Regions from separate parts of the Oryzias latipes genome. Here region 1 is linked to region 2. Evidence: chromatin contacts called from public Hi-C data. All regions are on one chromosome and are shown on one strand. The core of a region is the stretch at or near the end of the contact, and the rest is flanking DNA. Distances in the headings are between cores, read along the strand shown. Region 1 holds the start of lctl (lactase-like protein). Region 2 holds the start of LOC101160651 (E3 SUMO-protein ligase PIAS1).

Region 1 (5,181 bases), core at 1,795-4,294, 180 kb before region 2:
TACGAGTTACAAAGACAAACTTGATAGGTCAAAATGTCAATGAACTGCTGGCATTCTGAAAGCATTCAATATTATGAAGCATGAGGGATGGGGGGGGTCCCACGTTTCTAATGCAATGCCTCTTTTCAAATTCAATGGAGTGTAGAAACATCTTGCTGAGGCAGACAGATCCCATACAAACTGTTGTTCCACCTCTGCAAGCAAAGCTAGTGTCACAGAGGTTAATGTATCTACAGTTCACATGACAACCATTTATCATATGCCCGGAAAAAAGAACAGGATTGTTTGACAAAGCAAAATAATTCAAAGTTATACTTTTTTGGAGCATCAATAACAAAGAAAACAAACCAAAAAAAAGATCAAACAATAATTATGGGTTAAAAATTCTTTTTATCAAGCATTTGGGGTCAGACTCATAAAAAAAACATTATTAGAAATTTATTATACAAGTATATCAGCTACATAAGAAACGTAAAAAAGGAATGTACCAATTTCACATATATTTTACACATTACAGACCACTCACTCTTCATAATTACAAATGTTAAATAAAATGTAATTACTTTCTGGTCCTGTTACCTGTAAGCTTTATGAAGATTGCATTTGGAGCAGGCTGGCCACCTGAGTCTGAAAGGCGACAGGGATTTTCCTGGAGCAGCAGAACATGTAAAAAAGCAGAGGTCTCTGAACCCCCCGTTTTCACATTGGCTGCTGAAACGCTACCCTTCTCCAGAGCTGTCCCTGCTGTCAGAGTGAAAGCTGGCAGTATTGTCGGGCAGCCTGTATTGTTTTAACTGTTTAGAAAATGCTGAATGGTTTTCTAAACGAAAGTGTTTGCTCTGCATAATCCATTTTCCTGGATTAGGTTGGGACAAAAGTATTAACACCATAACTTTAATTTTTAACCCAACTAGATTTCAAAATGAAAAAAATAGCAAGCTTGTAGACAACTGCCACATGAAAATTTTTTTATTTTTGTGCTTATTATTTTGTACACAGTGCATCCATATTATCTTCATCCGTTATGTTATATTTGAACAAGACAGCTTTGATTTTTCAGGGAATTTTTGCTATTTTTGTTATTCCCTAATGTTCAAAGTGTCACAAACGTTACAGTACAGGCACCTATTTTAACACAGTTTTAATGCACTTTACTTTACTCACACATGTTCTATAAAATTTGACATTTGACTGCAGGTAAGGACTGAAGGTATAATGTTGAAAATGAGACACACAGGGGATAATGCTAACTCTACAAATCCAAGCACTGTAACTCATTCTCTCAAAATAAGTTAAACATGTTAACTAATCAAAACAGAAAAACAACCAACCCAAATCAAATAAAAACATGTGTTTGGTTACATTAAGTTCACATTTGTCTTCAGTCAATGCACAGACGACCCACAATTCTCAGTAATCATCATCTTCCTCCTCATCGTCCTCAGGCACAATTTCAAGCTCATTTTCGTCTTCCTCTTCATCCTCATCTTCTTCCTCATCCTCTTCCTCCATATCACTATCCACAGCTGCGTTCAGTAGGAGTTTGGTGCGATTGATTTCACTCTCATCGTCAAGATTCATTTGAACCTAAGGGGGAAGGAAATAAGACAACAGCATGCCTGTGAAAACATTTGTCTCAAAATGAATCAGAAGACAATTTGAGTTGGTGTGAAAGAACAAAATCCTGTGAGCTCACTTTTATGGAAAAAAAAAAAAACCAAAACTTAAGTATGGGCTTTAGGAGTCTTCACAGCCAATATACAGATATTGCATTAAGTTAAGAATAAGCGCACACAGTGGATAAAAATGAAATAATTAATACAAAAGCTCCTTTACTTTAACTATGTCCTTTGATGCACTATAAAAAGTGTTCCAGATGTAAAGATCAACCATGTTTCCTTTTACTTTACAAAGTGGGAATTTTTCAGATTTAGTAACATCTTCCATTTTATCCATATGTTTATTTATATATTTACACAGCGAGCTAGGTTGTGGTTTTATGTTCTGCAAGTTCAGGTCGTTTACCTCAGTTTCAGTATTTGAACGCTGAGAGGCCGCATCTTCTGTTTGGGCACTGATAATAGACTTCAAGGTTCCTTCTTCAAACTGAGACATGACACAGATATAACATAAATGTCAAGTGAAAACCCACATCCATGAATTTTTCCCGAGCCTGCACTCACTTTCAAGCGGTTCAGCTGGTCTTGCAGCATGACTTTGATTTTGAGGAGAGTCTCCTCCTCCTTTTTCAACTCCTGCAAGCGGCTGTGCATGTTTCCAGCTCCAGTCAGACCATCACTCAACACTCTGACAAAGCAGAGACAAAGTCTAAGGTTTTCTAGTCTAGAAGTGTAGAGTGTTTTGCATGAAATAATTTTATAATAATTATAAAAAAATGTATAAAATAAGCCATCTTTATTAAACAAGTATAATTTTTATACTTAATTTAAATAGCATGAAAAACATTAACATTAGGTCCAGCTAAAAGACAAATTATATATATATATATATATATATATATATATATATATATATATATATATATATATATATATATATATATATATATATATATATATATATATATTTGTGTGTGTGTAAAACAAAAACCTCTTAAATTACAGTACAATTTAATTAACGCATTTATGAAACGTAAACACACTAAAATATTTGGGTGAATTACACTTTGAAGTATTTTTCTTCCAACCCACACAAATTTGAATTCTATCTGCCAAACGTCTTCTTATGTAAAAAGATTATCATCAAAACAATACAACCCAACGCTAGTCAACGAACAAGCTAGCTTCCACCAGGAAACAGTTCTGCTCGAATTTGTTTACTTATCTAGGTTGTTTACTTACCAAGGTTCTTCTGGTCAATCTTCCCGCAAGACTACCATTACAAAGTCGACTGAATTCGGGAAAGGACTAAAAAAAGGTTTATCCGAAAGGATATATTTTGCATACAGACGTGCAATGCACATCGAGACGACATTAGTTCCTGTGACAAGTTTTAGATCATATCCGGTATCAAGATACATTCAAGTACTGTAGGAAATTTAAACAGTAGTCCGACCGTCTACGAGTTGCAGGTTAGAAACCTATGGTTTTGCATTAGGCAGTAACCTAATTCAAAATTTACATTTCTTCGGCAATCACGTTTTGAAGAGTAAATTTCTCTCAAAATATCGTTAAAAAAACTCTATCAGAAAATATTTTTAGAAGTAATTTTGAACTTCCTGTTCATGTAGAAAAAAACCGATCACAAGATAAAGTACCTCCTAGTCGGTGATTTTGAAGGCCAGTCTACTGGGCGACATCCTGTGGTGAATTGGTGGTAATCCCACGTTTGAGTCAATTTTTCTTTTTTGACATTTCTGTACTTTAACACATAATTTTTATATCACAAAATCTTCAAAGACTGGTATACGTATTAAAATAGATTTTTGTTATGATTTTATTTTTAATTGGTTGTCAATCGATGCATTTCAAAGAGAGTACTGAAGCGGCAGGTGTCAATCTACATGTGCAGTATGAATATGCCTGGGATTACTTTTTGTGCATAAAAAATTTGAACGACTACTGCAGGTCCTATAACAGTTTTTTTCTTCTTCATATCGTGCTTTTTTTCATCTTTTAAAGCTTGTACGTATGCCAAAAAAGTTTTTTTACGTTTGTTTTTAAAGCACTTTTGGTGGTGAGTAAGCTTCAGAAATAGGTTATACATAACACAGTTGTAAAGAAAAGCCATGGCATTGCCTGGCCTTAGACAAACATTTATCACTCTAGGATACCAACCTTCAAATCATTCAGGTTTTTCTGAATTCTTCCAACCTCCTTTGGATAAAACAAAAAAGCAGAGATGAAACAAGTTATTAATTCAATAAAAGCTCAAATAAGTAACAGATGGGCCCTACTAATCTGAACAAGATTAGGAACCACTCTTAATCAGTCTTCAAAAATGTTTAAAGAGGCCATTAGGTTTTTATAGGATTTTTCTTGCTAAGTTCATCCAGATGTGTGCATTGTTGATCACACAGCATGCAAGCACACCTGGAAAATAAATGGAGCCCAGCCAAAATGGAAACATACTTTGCAGTTCACACATATATGAAAAGAGGAAAGCAGTGGTAGGTAAGTTTTACACAATTCTTTGTTTTTGTGGGTTTACAGTTATGGCATTGTGAGGGCAGAAGTAGGAAATGACATTTAAATACTATGAGGTCACAAATCATATTGGTTTATTGGCATATTGTCACATTTGTGTTGGTGTCAAATTGTTTTCAAATCAAAATAAATATGTGAAAATGTGCTTTAATTGTGACAATCAGGAATTGTTTCAGTAGTAAAATCTCACTCCAACTACATTTTTATCTATTTTAAAAGGGTTTCCAGGGGTCTTTAATTATGATTATTATGATTATGTTTAATCTAAAAGCCTGTGACATTTTTTAAGACATATTTTCTGCAGAGTGGGAGTTCTTCATTCGAAATTCGTCTCTGAGTTGTAGGTGGAACTGTTGGCTTGGAAGTAACCCTATGCCAATATCCCATCATTCCCTTGTTTACACTCTTTCCCGCTAGCTTACAACCCCTCACAACCCCAAAATAGGATAAGTTTAGCAAATAAAAAAAATAAAAAGAAAGAAAAATTAAACGGCGAGCAATATCGGGGATCCAGCCATACAGATGCCAGCTCAGACGAGGAAAATGAAGACTGATGGATCTATTTGTCTGCAAGTGGATGCATCAGCACTGGAGCATAGAACGAAGGCTTTGAAGCACCCATGGCCAACTACACCTGGCTGCAGCCTGCAGAACTGCACAACATAGTGCAGGCTGCAGCCAGGGCTTACTCCCCATGGCAGCTGCTGCATCACAAACCTGAGCCTTTTCCAATGGCAGGTTTTTATCTGCTCCTGACCCTTTACGATTTGAATAAAGAAATACTCATAAATCCAGTTTTAATCTTAAATTCTTTAATATATGTCCTCCATGAAAGAAACAGATAGAATGCATCCAAAATTATTAAATGTACTTTCTTGTTGCTCTGTACAACAGCAAAACAATACCATGCACCCAAAACACCAAATGGCTGATGTTCTTTTTAGGGAAACAAACATCTAACTGGTTGCTAGAAACTGTCTTCACATAGATGTATTCATATTTCACCATATTGTGA
Region 2 (5,078 bases), core at 911-3,410:
CTTATACTGCCATTGTTCCATTTCTTATTAGTTTATAAAGAAAACATTTTGTATCTTTTTATTTTTTAATTTCATTGTGCCTGTAAACGCAAACATAAAAATTAATACATGAAATCAGGTTTCTCTTACGGTTTCTCTTGAGAACAGCGCCCCCTATGTCTTGCAAATTTATACCAGCCTTCAGTCAGCTTTGGTCAGTTTTAGAAGAAATCCATTCTGTCCAACCTTTTTGATCTTATTTTGTTTTCATTTATTATTTATTTTTCCTATTTGTTATATGTATTTTTTTCTTCGTGTATTCAAATATTTTTTATTGATGTAAATATTGGGATTCAACATAATTTTAAGAACAAATGCTGTGAGCATGAAACAATTTAAGTGGTCAGTAAAAGATCCGTAAAAACCTTTTTGTTATTTTGTTTTTATTTTTGGTTTGGTCCCTCTAGCTGCTTCTCCTCAAAACCGTCTATTTTGCTTCTCAGATAACTTCCAGGATCAAATGAAAAGAGAACTTTCTTACAGAGAGGAGATGGTTCAGCAGCTTCACATCGTTAGAGGTGAGAGCAATAAAGCAGAGGATGCGGACGCAGATGCCCTGCTTTAAGATGGAGAGTCATTCGGTAGACAAACATGGTGTAAATCTGCGTTTCAGCCGGAGCTCCTCCACCGCGCGCGGCGTGCTTGAACGCTGTTGATTGTTGTATCTCCTTCTTCATAGAAGCTCACGACGCTTTACACCATTTCTCCTGTAAGATGCTAACTCCCCGACACTGCACAGGATCCTGCTCCTACAAGTCCCCGCTGCTCCCACCATGAGGCGCGCGTGCGTCTGCTGCAGCTGAGAGAGCGCACGCGGGCAGCTCCAGAGCCCGGAAAGTGAGAAACCTTCGCGTGAACTCTGAGCAAACGAACTGGAAAAAGAACGATTGTGTAATTAGTTGTAATATTTAAAAAAGAAACGTATTTTCACCACATTTATGAACCCATCTACATAGTATACGTTTGTTTTACTAATATTATGCCATGTACTATTTATTTTTTGTGGCAAAGTGCAATGACAATGTATTTTGTATGTATTTAGTGTTTTGTTGATTTTATTTTTGTCAACACCAGTTTTGACCATCCAAATCATTGCACCTTATTTTCTCAGTGTTGGAAATTAAACTATTTATTTATGTATTTGTTTATTTATTTATGACCATTTTTTTTGTTTGTTTTAATGCAGACAAGTAGCTGACATTGTATGTTAAGCACTTTAAGCAAATGGATGGAAATCACTAAACATTATGAAAAAACTTTATTGACCATTCATTTGTTGGAGTTAGACGTATTTGATTGAGTCAGACTGCATCAACACAGATGTGGGAGGCTAATTTAATCCATCTGTAGTCTTCTAACGAGTAGCAACACATTCTATTTAAATTGGCTAATTTGTTCCTGTTCTGTTTGTTTCCATTGCCAATAAATAAATGACATTTTATTGAAAAAATAATAATTTATCTTTCTTTTTTATTAGAGCAATCGTTGTATCCATGAAAATAATGCTGTTTTATTCTGAAAAAAATACTTTTTTAAATGCAACAGCCAGTTGTTTTAAACAGGCTTTTGCTATTTTGTATTTATTTTTTCTATCAAAAACAAGTTTAAAGTGAAAATTAAAACAGTGATTCTGCATCCTTTTTAGTTTTTTTGCCTATTGAAGAATTATTCGTGTTTTAGGAATATTATGAATCATTTCAACTTCCGATCTGAACTGCATATTTATCTGTGCATATTTAATACGAGACCGCTGAACATGCACTCAAATTTGTTACAAACACTCAACTGTCAAAACCCTAAAATTGACATTTTAGAACATAGCATTTTGATCGACATATTTCTGTAATCAGTAAGCTAAACGTTCGGCATAATCCAAATGTCATACGAATACCAGATAGTAAAACCACAAATGTGGGCCATTTATTGTGGGATGTAAAAATTTGTTTATTTGAGTGGAATGCAAAAATTAAGAAATGTGGACTTTATCGGTTTGTGTAAGAAACAGAGTAAAAGTAAAACATTAAGCCTCAGTGCTACCTTTTTTTATTTCTGTTGCAACAGCGACCCCATCTGTGCGCTGGTGCAAACAAGTGAAAGAAGGATTTCCCCCTCCTTCTTCCAATGCTGCTCAGTCCCTTGGGTGACTGTGTTTGCGCCTGCGCACCTAATGGAACAAGATGGCGGAGAGTGCGGAACTGAAGGTAAAGCGGGTCTCCCCAGTAGCTTAACAAACATAGGGCTCACAGACTATCAGTATCATTTCTTCTATTGTCGCTGTTTTTGTTTGATATCAGGGACACGAATGGGCTAGTTATTTCGATATAAGACAACGGAACAACAGGACATACTCTGTTAGCATACTGGCTAGCTTGTTAGCATTAGCTTTGTTATTGTTGCCGAGGTTCCGTTAGGTTTTCTCTGCGGTTCACCTGCACAGAAGGCCACATTCTATCAACAACAAATACTATCGCCTAGCACTGTCGGTTGTTTTTAATCCAAAAGGATACTAATATAAAAGATTTAATGTTTTTTTAGTAAACGTTTTACTGATTGGTGTTGTGGGAAATGGGCTGTGGCTATACCCTGGAATGCAGGTTAACTTCATTTCTGACACATGGATAAAAGTCATATAGATATAAATATTAACAGCCACTGTGACCCTACGTAAAGTAAAAAGAAAAGAAAAGTATATCCTCGATTAAATGATCATATGAGTGTTTACAGATATCTAGTTATGTTTCATCCACGTACACTTGCCAGTGGTAGCTATTATGCTAACTAAATCTGCGCTGTCCACCTCGCCCTTTATGTTATTAACAATTTAACATGGATATAACACATACATTAAATTAACTCTTCTCTCTTTTAATCCATATCGCAATCGAAATTATTTAATGTATACTAAACTATCTACTTAGATCTATTCTTTAACATCATCGTGTATATGTGTTAGCATACTTACGAGCTAAAGGAGTCTCCACTGTTAACTTAAGATTATGATTGGAATCTGATTGTAAAAGCTTATGTCATTTTCATTTTTAGAGTGTTTAATTGTACCGTCTATTTCGTTTAACACACAATTTGTTTGCGTCGGTTTTTTAAACTTTATGAAAATGCAGTAAAAATTTGTTTTCGTTGTTGATCGATCATGATCATCATGCTATAACAAATTGTATTTTTTGTTTCCCCAAAAATTTGGTGTTTAGTCGTTTTTTACCTTATCTAATTTCTTAACACGTATAAGAGTTTCAATTAATCAACGACTTGTGAAGGAAGACTTTAATTTATTTTCTTTAAGCTGTTTTATTGCTAACACAAATCACTTTTGGCATAACCAGAGACAATACCAAACAAAACAATGCATGGGAAATTTGTTTGAAAGCTAAAAAGGCCACAATAAATTTGTTTTTTTAAATACCATCCAAATAAAGTCATTTTCACTTCAGACAGATTTTTCTTTGAAAATTATGCTCAATAAGATGTTTAAAAGTCTGAAAATCAAGGAATTCAAATAATTTCAACAATTCAATACATAAAACTGTTTTTTTTCTTGTTTTAACGATGTAGCTTACTATTTTCTTTCTTTTACCAGCAAATGGTAATGAGCCTTCGAGTTTCTGAGCTCCAGGTGTTGTTGGGCTATGCTGGGCGGAATAAGCATGGGCGCAAACACGAACTTTTGACCAAAGCTCTTCACCTACTCAAGGCTGGCTGCAGTCCTGCTGTGCAGATGAAGATCAAAGAGCTCTACAGACGGCGTTTTCCAACAAAAATGGTTTCGCCTGTGGACCTAGCTCTTCCCGGTGTTCACTCTGCATCCAGTTTGCCCGCTGGTTTGGCCCCATTAGGATTTGACAGTCACGGATCACCTTCACCGCTGTTGCCCGTTTCCCTACTTGGACCTAAGCATGAGATGAGTCTGCCTCACCTCTCCTCCGCCCTGCACCCTGTGCACCCTGATGTCAAGCTCCAGAGATTGCCCTTTTACGATGTGCTGGATGAGCTCATTAAGCCAACCAGCTTAGGTGGGTGCATGGCTACCTTGTCAGTTTTGTTTATAGTGAAAACACTTCTCCATCTCATACATACCAGTGAAGAGTTTTGGCTGTAGATATCTAAATGAGGTCATCAAGTGCAACGTAACTTATATAACTAAATATATATGTTTTTTAGTTTCCTCTGACTTGACTGTGGATTCTTTTCATAGTTTCAGACAACACTCAGCGGTTCCAGGAAGCATGTTATGCCTTTGCATTAACTCCTCAGCAGGTTCAACAGATCAGCAGCTCAATGTAAGTACAAGACTTCTCCTTTAAATATCCTCTCTGATCATCTTTTGGTCTATTGTAAAAGCATTCCCAGTGGTATTTTATTTAAGATTATGCCATATGTAGCAAAAAAAAAGTTGTTTTCAAGGTCGTGGTCGCTGCATAGCGGCAGTAGTTCATCAGAAATTCACCTCTTGAGTTGTGGCTGCTCCAGTTGGCACAGAGCAGGTCCCCCCCTCTTCCCCTCCCTGTTGCTGAGAACTTGGAGCAGGGAGCTTTCGGCCCCGTCATATTTTTTACGTCACAATAGACTTTTTTTCAAACTGCTTTTTTTCTGGCTACTGATTATCAACAATTTGTATAAAGTAATGCTTAGAAAATTCAAATTTCAGCTTACTTTTCTGCATGAATGGCCGCCATTATCATACGAATGCCGCTAAAACATGTTATACACAATTTTCATCAGACTGGGTCTTTAAATAACTACTATTGACCACTGTTCTAGGTTCAAACATGCATTGAATTATATTAAGTTATATCAAAATCTAGTTGTCTAATTTTGACTAAGCTCATCATTTGTTTTAAAATTCTTTAGGGACATATCCGGGACCAAATGTGACTTTGCTGTTCAAGTACAGTTAAGGTATGTCTCAAACAGTTCATTTCAGTGTCACTCTAAATGAACAAATGTATTTGTGGTATGTCTGTTTAAAGCCTCTTCTTATTAAACATCCTGAACTAGCAACATCCCTTGAATGCCGCAATTCGATT

Evidence for each region. Hi-C and Micro-C count contacts between places; a contact is called where the count stands out from the background.
Region 1: a contact with region 2 is called in a Hi-C map of embryo, with 2.6 times the contacts expected there. The contact joins the promoter of lctl here to the promoter of LOC101160651 in region 2. A contact is called at or near these places in 3 of 5 Hi-C or Micro-C datasets (embryo and fibroblasts).

The regions. Positions count from the first base shown.
Region 1 is chr6:16,474,091-16,479,271 of ASM223467v1, reverse strand. It overlaps lctl (lactase-like protein), which reads right to left and starts at 3,044. Exons shown (of 18, transcript XR_002873408.1): 1 at 2,862-3,044; 2 at 2,026-2,106; 3 at 580-1,587.
Region 2 is chr6:16,292,756-16,297,833 of ASM223467v1, reverse strand. LOC101160651 (E3 SUMO-protein ligase PIAS1) reads left to right here and starts at 2,160. Exons shown (of 14, transcript XM_004069608.4): 1 at 2,160-2,240; 2 at 3,632-4,064; 3 at 4,247-4,331; 4 at 4,903-4,950. The coding sequence starts at 2,217. It overlaps skor1 (SKI family transcriptional corepressor 1), which reads left to right. Exons shown (of 8, transcript XM_004069988.4): 7 at 483-557; 8 at 722-1,542. The coding sequence ends at 816.